2 separate regions of the Gossypium hirsutum genome follow, and region 1 is linked to region 2. A link is a contact called in public Hi-C data. All regions are on one chromosome and are shown on one strand. The core of a region is the stretch at or near the end of the contact, and the rest is flanking DNA. Distances in the headings are between cores, read along the strand shown. Region 1 holds the start of LOC107917987 (ribonuclease P protein subunit p25-like protein). Region 2 holds the start of LOC107917980 (prolyl endopeptidase).

Region 1 (5,121 bases), core at 1,211-3,710, 520 kb after region 2:
TGAAAACTTAATAGAGTTGAGTGAATAAAATTAAAATGATTGTTTACATTAGTGCCTAATTTATAATTTTTTTATTTTTAGTGCCTAAAATAAAAATTTATAAAAATTCAATGACTAATTATATAGTTTATTTTAAAAAAAAAATACTCACGTAATTTTTTCATAGAAGCCATGTAAGAAAAAAAAAATCTCAATTGTCACTCAATGTTTTCTAAAATAATGATGAGCAACCTTGCATAATCAAATCAAGAATAAAAAACCTTATAATTGCATATTCAACCTTTTCATTTGTTTATTTAGCTTTAAATACATGTAATATTTGCCATGTGAGTAAAGGAAAAATATTTAGAAAATGTTATATAATCAAATTCAATAAAAAGTATTTTCCATTATATTAGAAAATTTATCACATATTATATATATATATATATGAAAATAACATATTTAGAATACAAAAATGTGTTTAAAAATAATATACAAGAAATAATAAAATATATAGTTTGAAATTAATTAATAATAACACATGATATGATATTAAAATTAGAAAAAATAGATTAAATTATGAGTAAAAAGAAATTTAAACAAAAAAAATATAATATTAAGAATACTAAAATAATACAATTATTTATCATGGTATTGTCATCAATATTGAGTTGGTGTTGAGTTAATTTGTGACACATCAATCAACAACATTATTAATACTAGAAATTTTATCACACGAGTATGTTTGTGAAAATAATGTATTTAGAACATAGAGGTGTATTTAAAAGTAACATACAATAAATAATAATAAAAAGTATGATTTTGAACTAATTAATGGAATCACATGAAAATGTACTATATTAAATTGAAAAATATTAGATTAAATTGTAGTAAAACTAAATTTAATCATAAAAATATATCAGATTAAGAATACTAAATAATTACAATTGCTTATTATTGTTTTGTCATTAATCCTGAGTTGGTGTCTAGTTAATTTGTAACACTAACCGAATCAACATTATTAATATAAAAATTCCATTACACGTGTATAAGTGTAGAAACCATAAATTTAGTACACAAATGTGTATTTATAAATAATATACAATAAATAATGAAACTAATGGTCTGAAACCTATCAATAATAACACATGAAATATGCACATTGTAATATTTAAAAAATTGATTAAATTATTTATCATTTTGTTGTGATCAATCTTGAGTCAGTGTCGAGTTAATTTGTAACACTAACTCAATCAACTGCATTATTAATATATACAATCGGTGGAGGTAATAAAATACGTATAATAAAATTAAAATGTACAAAAATATCAAGATGAAGCTTTAATTGAGTGGTAAATTAAAAATTTTACTAATGCAATTGATGTGGGTTTAAATCCCACTATTTGCATATTTTTATTGGTTTTTGTTAAAATGAAAAATTAAAATACCCTCAAACAATATGACTTATTTTACATACGGGATGATATTTTTGTAATTTACGTAATCAAATCAGTGAACGATTGACTTGTGACACCAACTCAGTAAGAGATTTGATTAATAGTATATATATACAATTGATGGAGGTAATAAAATGTGCATAACAAAATTAAAATGTATATATTGTTAAAATAAAATTTTGGTAAAGTGATAAATTTGAGGTTTTACTAACCTAATTGGCATGGCTTCAAATATCATTTTATGCATCTTTTTATTAATTTTTTAAATAAAAAATAAAATACCTTAAAATAATATAATTTACGACATCAAATTAATTTCACTTACTATGTTAGAACCTGATTGATTGATGGGTGATACCAACTCAATAAATGACCTTATAAATAGTATAGATATACAAATATATAACAAACATGTTTATTAAAGTCAAAAACACCTACTTAATCATATAATTTAATTTGCAAATAAAATGATTTTTTATTTTATAATTCCTTTTTAGAGTGGGCACCTACTTTTTATAAATAAAATAAGTATAGATGCAAATATAATATGATAAAAGAAAAAAAATTTATTCACATGGTGTACTTGGTCCAAATCTTATTATAGACAAATTTTTATTGATTTATAAAGATATAAAAAGTAAAAAATACCCACATAATCATATAACTTTTTAAATAGAATGTGTTGTTTTTATAATTCTTAATTGAATTGAGACTCGGTTGATTGGTGACACCCACTCAGTAAATGATTTTATAAATAGCATGAATATAGATATATAAAAATAAAGTGAACAAAACATAATAAAATAAAACTTTGATTGAACGATAAAATTAAGATTTTATTAATATAAATGACATAAATTCAAAATCTCATCGCATTACATTTTTTTATGAATAATGTAATATCTTAAATATGAATGAATATTTATATAATTTTATTAATAAAATTGATGTTGGATTTCACTCGTGTTTAAGTGTTTAAATGGTATTATATATTATGAATTAAATAAACAGTTAAAAATTTAAGATGAGTAGTAGTGTTTCTTCTTAAACAACGGCATGGCACTTGATAAAAAAGTCACGGTTTGATTCACGGGAAGGAGATAAATCGGGTGAACCGGGTAAAGGAGTCGGTTAGGGCAGTTTTAGAAGATATAAAAGTAAGAAGAAACATCTGGAGAGAGCGGCTTTAGGGCGTAAAAGAAAAGAAATATAAGCCGTAGAAGAGGGCTCTCTCTTGGTTGAGCTTATTCCCCCCATTATTTCCTTTACTACTCCTTTTCCAAATCCTTTCAGGTTGTATTTTTCAGATCTAATCCTATTTTTCCTTCGCTTTTGCTTCTCTTTCATCTTTTCTAATTTTTTTTTGGGCGGTGGATAGATGGATCGTTACCAGAGGGTGGAGAAGCCGAAAGCAGAGACACCCATTGACGAGAATGAGATTCGGATTACCAGTCAAGGAAGGATGCGTAGTTATATCACTTATGCTATGACTCTGCTCCAGGTTTTCTTTTTTCTTTTTGGTTTAATTTCTGGGTATTTAGAACTTTATTTCATTTGGGTGTTCGATGCTTTTGAGAAAACTTTCGATGCTTTTGAAAAAAGTCTAATATCTTCAAGTGTTCGTAAAACGATTTTTGTTTTATAGGAGAAGGGATCGAGTCAAGTAGTTTTTAAGGCAATGGGAAGGGCCATTAACAAGACTGTGACCATTGTGGAGTTAATTAAGGTAAATTAAATTACCTTTTTAATCTATGTGAAGGGTTTTATTCTTTTGATTCTTGTTTAAGGAGGCTGACAATGTCTTCCATGTACTTCTAATGCAGAGAAGAATCGTTGGTTTACATCAGATTACATCAATTGGATCCATGGATATAACAGATATGTGGGAGCCTCTGGAGGAAGGACTTCTTCCGTAAGAGCTATATTTAAAACCTTTTTGCAATAAAGGTTTAGAGTTTTCTATGAACTTAATCTGTTTCTTTAGGGAATTTAGTAATTTGTTTAATTATCACAGATTGGAGACCACCAGGCATGTGTCAATGATCACTATAACCCTTTCGAAAAAAGAATTGAATACGTCCTCTGTTGGGTAACTTCCTGCACTTGTTTTTCTTTACTGATACAAGTACATTGTTCCTCATTATACTTGTTTAGCTTTAATTTTTAAGTGAAGGTCAAATGGTTTCTTTTTGTTAATATGAAGCAAGTTGGACTTGGCTTTTTTACAACCGTGCTAGTTTATTTACATTTTTATGAATGTGGGAAACTGGAGAATTTTAGCAAATGGAAGGTTTAATGCTCTCATGATGGTGGCTTGATGGTTTAGTTGACTTTGAATTCTCAAAGTTGGTCAGTGACTCATGAATCACTTCATCCAGGTACCAGCCTCCATTACCAGCTGATCAGGTGAAAGCATCCACAGAAGTCGATCATGAAGGAGGTACTGGACACATTTCTTTCCTGCACTATTTCTTTGGGTTATGCTGAATGCCCATATTTCCTTTTATAGATTTCTTTTTGTTTAGCAGAGGGCTCACCTAATGACCGAGGTAGGGGCCGTGGTGGTAGAGGAAGGCCGAGGAGTAGAGGTATGCTGGTTTTGAGTGTTTGATATGCACCCTGTTAGATGTAATGTTTTGTTGTGTTTGGTTCAAGACTTACCATGGCTCTAAATTTTATTGAATGTAATGTAAGAAATATTGAGGCAGATATTTAATTGTATTCTTATTCAGGGAACGGTTTTGTCTCTGCTGAGTATGAGGACGGAAGCTGGGACCGCACTCGTGGCTATGCTAGGGGTAGAGGTCGAGGAAGAGGACGTGGGGTCCGGGGCCGTGGACGTGGAGGATACAATGGACCTCAGTTCGATAGGCTGCAAGATGAAGGCTACAATTATGAAGCCCCTCCCCAAGGTGGCCGTGGTGAGTTTTCCATGTTTTAGTTTCCATAAAGTGTTAGCATGTTTAATGGTTTTCCTCATGGACTGTGGTGTGCATATACATAATGACCCATTTTTTTGGTTCTATTTTTTCCCTTGACGTGTTGCAATTTGAACTATTTTAAACACGGTGAATAAAAAAATGCACTTGGAATACTAGTAAGATGATGTGGCACTAAAAGAAGTTAATGAGGAGATGCAAGCATAGACTTGTTGGCCTGAAGGGGACTTGCTTAATGGTTCTTGATTTGCTCTTTGAAGGTCGTGGTCGTGGCAGGGGATACCGTGGAAGGGGCCGTGGGTTTAGATCTAATGGGCCAATCCATGCAGCTGCATGAGGTGGTGTGTGGCATTCCTTGAATGATATGGAAATGACGGTGGTGGATGCTATGCTTATCTAGTTATATGTTTATGAATTTTTTCTCCTTTTCGTTTATCTTGTCTGTTCTTTATTTTATAGTCTTAGGGTGTTCTCATTTTTTTCTTCGTTGTTTATTACTAGCAGTTTTAACTTTAGGATGTTGAATTTTTTCTCCTTTTCGTTTATCTTGTCTGTTCTTTATTTTATAGTCTTAGGGTGTTCTCATTTTTTTCTTCGTTGTTTATTACTAGCAGTTTTAACTTTAGGATGTTTTCGTGTTGATGTTCATGGGTAGTCTTAGAATAGTTGCATTTAAGGTTTTCAATAGTGCAGCCGCCTCACACCATAGGGAGGCAGAATGTCTTTCTTTTTTGGTTTATTTT
Region 2 (5,641 bases), core at 1,330-3,829:
AGACTAATGTTAAACCCACCATATCCATATAGCAAACAAGGGTGTGATCCATCCAAATTAATGTTCTTCCTGCCCACAATGAACATTGGAATCTTCGTACCATCCTTACTTGGCACAAATACCTGAAATGCAAATAAAAGAATAAGAGAACATACTAAATGCATGCCATTGGAAGTTTAACATCACCAGATTGCTGCAATAGTTACCTGATTGACTTCATACTCTGAGCGGTCAAATCCAGGAACACTAATTTCACGGAATATCTTCATATCTGGTGTCTCAGTGCCTAGATTGCACTGATATACAATACCTGGAGTAAGAAAGCTGGTAAAACCAATAAAAGCCACACTGTCTTCCCTTCTTGCTGAAATCCCATAAACAGACCCAATGTCAATTGGCAACTGATGCAGCAGTGATCCTGTTTTCAAATTCCTTACTTGCAGCACATACTTCACATCACTCAGGTAACTGACGATCAATTTATTAACATTTACAGCATATACTGATTCAAGCACATCCTTTTCAGCTTCTGGGATGACATCAATCCAGTTACTTGGTTCCTTCAGATCTACTCGGACTACTTTATATTTAGGGGCATCTTTATTCGTAAGGAAAGTAAAAACTGTATCATCATTTGCAATAGCTTCATATTGAGCATCAAATGTATCAATCAACTTGACAAATGGGAGAAGACCATCCTTATTCCTGAAACCTTCAAGACCTTCAGGAAGTGAGGATATGTCGCAGTAGTATAGTTTATTGACAGGGTCACAACTCTCCCCAATGGTTAGGACAAGATACTGCACAACAAAATTTAAAAGGAAAAATAGAATGAGAAAATATTAAATTTGCTTTCTCCTGGCATTTTATCTCCAGACTCTCTTTCAGTTAGAACAGTGCACTAGTAGTTCTATTAGCAGCATTATGATTTAACTCTTTGGAAACATGAAAATATAGTGAAATTAAGTTAAAAGAAGTTGCTTGATACTACAACTTGAATACAAGGAAAAAAGATGTGAAAACTAGATTGCCTTCCAAGTTGTTCATACATTTCTAGTTGCCAAACATGACATCCATTTACCTTTCCATCATCTGTGATACCACCTGCCACAAAGTGCTTAGGATTTTCAGGATCTCTCCAGCATAAAATATCTTCAGATTGATCTGTACCGAGAAAATGATAGTATAGCTGTTGATTAAGGTTAGAATCGGTCTCTGTCCCAGCGTCAACATTTTCTCCCTCTCTACATAATAAACATACCATAACCTTATTTTCTATTTTCAGAATTAAAAAAAAAAAAAGGTCCGTCTCTACTCCAATCAGAACATCATTTTTACTTACTTAGGTGCTGGATAACGACTATAGAAGAACCCTTGGCTATCATGGGTCCAACTTATACCTGAAAACTTTACCTGTGAACAGAATTGAATTGCAAGGTTAGCAGGATAATCAATCAACAGACTCTTGAAACAAAATTGAACACTCAAAGACTCAAATCAATCAGCTCACCCATGATAAAGTATCAGGCTCAGCTGATTTATCCTCAACTCGCATCACTTTAATCGTCACCCAATCACTGCCACTGGAACTAAGCCCATATGCCAAATACTTAGCATCCTCACTTACAGACAAGGAGCTCAAAGACACGGTTCCATCCTCACTAAGCGAATTGGGGTCAAGCAATACTTGAGCTTCTCCTTCCAAACTATCCTGGAAAAAGAAAAACTCAACATCAGATCAGCTCTTGAATCCCTTTTTATGTACGAAAAAAATAAAATCCATTTGAATAGAATTCTTGGATTACGAACCTGGACATAAAGGACATTTTGTGCTTGAAGTCCAGTGTTATGGAAATAGAAATACTTATTGCCTCGCTTGAATGGGACCTCATAACGTGGGTGATCAAAAAGCTTGGTGATTTTCTCGCGAAGCTTATCTTTTGCTTCGCACTGCTGAAGCACCGATTCGGTTAATTTTACCTGTTTCTGAACAAAATCCTTTACTTCCTCAGCATCGGGATCTTCAAGCCTAGGAAGCGAAATGATTGAATAATATCTTCAAAATAATCGATATAAAATTTGAATAAAATGATGGAAATTTTAATGAAATAGGATACCATCGATAAGGGTCAGCAATCTTAACGCCATGGTAATCGTCAACGACAGAGTCGTCTCTGCGAGAAATTGGATACTCTAAAGGCTCTTTCAACGCAGAAACTGAACCCATGAGACTAGCAGTCGAAACGAAAGGGTTGAGGCAACGGCGACTCTTCCGTGGAGCTGAGACTTTTACTATTAGATTGGGAGCGAGGTTTCCGAGACGGCGCGTAGTGTAAGGAAGATTAAAAAGGAGCGCGTGGCATGCGCGTGAAATCATCTATTAGAAATAGGGAAAAAGAAACGGCTTGACTAGGTTAAAGGTCGTCTGGGGCTGGCTAAACAGACTTTTCCAGTTTTCTTCGAATCTTTTATTTGCTTATCTGTACATTATTCCTTAAAAAAGAAAAAGACCCGCCTACGCTAGTAATTCAACTCTAATTCTGTCTTAATCTATTTCAAGTTCAATGTTTTCCAACGTATGAAAAACACAAGATTTTACTTTAACCAAAAATTATAAGTATTCCTTAGTGATGAGTGATTTCTTTTAAATTCATTTATGGTTAAAAACATATGAGTATTCATTTAGGTAGCTATATTTTTATAAAGAGATATGAGCGAAATTTTATTTATATGTGACACTTAAAAAGAAGATTTAAGTATACTTTGATTATATTTTTCCACCATTTTTTATATTCCTAGATTATTTTATAAAAAATTAATATAGAATTTTTTTATAAAAATTAATATTATTGCAGTCTATCAGTGTAAAATGTAGATAATCATTAGGTTTCTTTATATCATCGAGATTCATTTGTCAGTAATTTTATGAGATGTGCCTCACATTTAAGGAACAATTTGCAGGAACTTACAAAAGTTAGCCGGCGACGTCGTGACAACGCAAATAAGAACATTGTGACGTGTTTCCCACCAAAATTATCTTCTCCTAATTAAACTTTGCTATCTTTTATCAGTCGATCTATAATTACTTCAGGAATATTTTAGTATGAGTAGAACTCTAATATTTTATCAGTCGATCTATGATTACTTTAGGGACATATAGTACTCTTGGGTTTTTCTTCTGGGTGACAAGATGTAGTCGCAAATGAGTTTTGATGAGAGTTTTCATGGTAATTATAAAAAGAAGTTTATTCTTGAGTTAGAGCTTTGTTTTTGGAGTTTGAGTTTGTAAATTTAGTACATTTAGCAACATATTATACTCTCTTTTGTTTACTCGTTTAATGATAAGCCGAAGCCTCCTTTGTTCGTGATTTTAATCCTCTTCGGAAGAGTTTTTCACGTAAATATTTGTGTTTTCAATTCTCTCTTAAGTTTACTTTTATCTCCGCCACATCAATATTGATACATGCTTTGAAGCCTTCGTTACTTTTTGGTAAGTTTTCTTTTATCCCCCACATGCCCACACCAACATTCTATTCTTTGACGCCAGACTTGTGTGTCATTTAGTTATAGATAGGCATTTGGCAGTATCATGTTCCTTTAGAAGTGGGCAACGAATCTACAATCCCATGTCTTTTAAACTGGATTCTCAGGCAGTCCAAGAATCGCCTAAGTTTCTACCAAGTGGAAATCTAAAGTATTGATTTAATAGAATATATGCAGTTAATGTTCTCTATCTTAAGAAGGAAAAGCGAGAATATCTTGCTCAAAGAATATCAGATAAATTGTGTATAAAATTCGGCACATGATGACATACATAAACATTAGATCATCAATTAATTATGTATGTGCGTACTCAGTATAAGGAACACTTTATTGTTATCTTGATCCATGTTTCCTTTACAAGTAATAGTTTGTAAATATAGCCTGAGGTTAACGTTGTGAATTCTAACTATGAGTAAATTTTTAACTACATATATCACTGTAACATAGTTTCTTGTAGTTTCACGTCGGGAAAAAAGTTTGACCTATCTCTACGAAGATTTTCATATTTGGTATGAGTTACTCTATCCAAGATGCACCTAACACCTTAGCCATGAAGCTATACCTGTCAGCAGCTTCATCAATCTGCAGGAAAAAAACGCCATAAGGTGAAATATAGTCCAGGGAGTGGCTAAAAAGATGATAACTTTACAAGGTTAACGACTCTGATTACCAGTTTATGTGTTGGACGTCCACATCCATGACCGGCCTTACACTCAATACGTCCAACAATCGGATTAGTCTGGGGACTGTTCTCCAAGCTCGTACACAGAACATGTTGCATTGTCTGAAAAAGAACAAAGAAACCAAGTGCCCTTACAAGTGGTGGAATTTCCAGGCTTCCTATGCGGGTGGATCGAACAAGTAGAAACTAGTACGAGTATTCAGAAGGAACTTACTGCCAACATCTTCAATGAATGTAACGGAACGACACGATCATCGTGATCTGCAGTCAATAGCATAGTGGATGGATATTGCAACATTCTACCAGGAAGTTTCTCCCATGGTCTCCTTACATTATGTAATGGTGAGTACCTCATAAACATAAGGTAGAACCCAACAGCTAGTTCAATGTCCAAAACCTTGTCTCAAGTTAATTCATAATCAGATGCCAAAGTAATATAAATTTTGACTTACTTGATAAGCCAGTTGAAATCTTCTTCTTTGTCAGAACAGCCAAAATCACATGTCCAAGCATGGCCTAATTCAATCCAAAACTTTAATCAACATATAACAGTGATCATCTAATATAAAGAAGGTCAAAAGAAACTAACCTATGGTGAATTTGTGAAACCTCAACATGTCCATGACACCAACATGAGCCAACGCACAACCAAAAAGCTCAGGTCTCTGGAGAAAGGAAAATGACTTAATATTTTGAACAATTTACGGTCAAGGAAAACAATAAATGAAAGAGAAGTAAACCTGATTTATGCAAGCCCCAACTAGAAGCCCACCGTTGCTTCCCCCTTCAATACATAGCTTTTCGGGCATAGTATATCCAGAAGATATTAGATACTCAGCAGCAGAAATGAAGTCATCAAAGCAAGTTTGCTTCTTGGATAAGGCACCAGCTTTGTGCCATTCCTCACCGTATTCTCCACCACCGCGAATGTTTGCGATGCAGAAAAAAGCACCAAGGTGCCTGGCAAGCACTATACGACTAACACTAAATGATGGTGTGAGACTGACATTGAATCCACCATATCCATACAACAAACAAGGGTGTGATCCATCCAGATTTAGGTCCTTCCTCCCAATTATGAACATTGGGATCTTGGTGCCATCCTTACTTGGCACGAAAACCTAAAATGAATTGAAAGAAAGAAAGGTAACATACCAAATAAAGAACAACCATATAAAATAGAGGTAAGCAAAACTAGAATAGAGCAGGATTTATCACCTGATTGACTTTGAACTCCGACCGATCAAATCCAAGCACACTAATCTCACGGAATATCTTCATTTCTGGAAACTTAGTTCCTAAGTTACATTGATATATTATACCAGGAGTAAGAAAGCTAGTAAAACCAATGAAAACGATACTATCTTCACGGCGAGCAGAGATCCCGTAAACAGTTCCTATGTCAATAGGCAAATT

The links. A called contact is a pair of places that touch in the nucleus more often than the background predicts.
Region 1: a contact with region 2 is called in a Hi-C map of leaf, with 2.3 times the contacts expected there. The contact joins the promoter of LOC107917987 here to the promoter of LOC107917980 in region 2. A contact is called at or near these places in 2 of 34 Hi-C or Micro-C datasets (both in leaf).

What each region holds. Positions count from the first base shown.
Region 1 is chrA01:21,374,019-21,379,139 of Gossypium_hirsutum_v2.1, forward strand. LOC107917987 (ribonuclease P protein subunit p25-like protein) reads left to right here and starts at 2,461. Exons shown (of 9, transcript XM_016847453.2): 1 at 2,461-2,732; 2 at 2,818-2,940; 3 at 3,085-3,165; 4 at 3,263-3,351; 5 at 3,454-3,528; 6 at 3,818-3,879; 7 at 3,968-4,027; 8 at 4,172-4,360; 9 at 4,639-5,121. The coding sequence starts at 2,818. The coding sequence ends at 4,715.
Region 2 is chrA01:20,854,842-20,860,482 of Gossypium_hirsutum_v2.1, forward strand. It overlaps LOC107917980 (prolyl endopeptidase), which reads right to left and starts at 2,580. Exons shown (of 12, transcript XM_016847444.2): 1 at 2,118-2,580; 2 at 1,810-2,029; 3 at 1,511-1,711; 4 at 1,343-1,413; 5 at 1,082-1,244; 6 at 207-800; 7 at 1-122. The coding sequence starts at 2,377. It overlaps LOC107918106 (prolyl endopeptidase), which reads right to left. Exons shown (of 12, transcript XM_016847619.2): 6 at 5,444-5,641; 7 at 4,966-5,346; 8 at 4,815-4,890; 9 at 4,678-4,741; 10 at 4,440-4,575; 11 at 4,214-4,327; 12 at 3,812-4,125. The coding sequence ends at 4,060.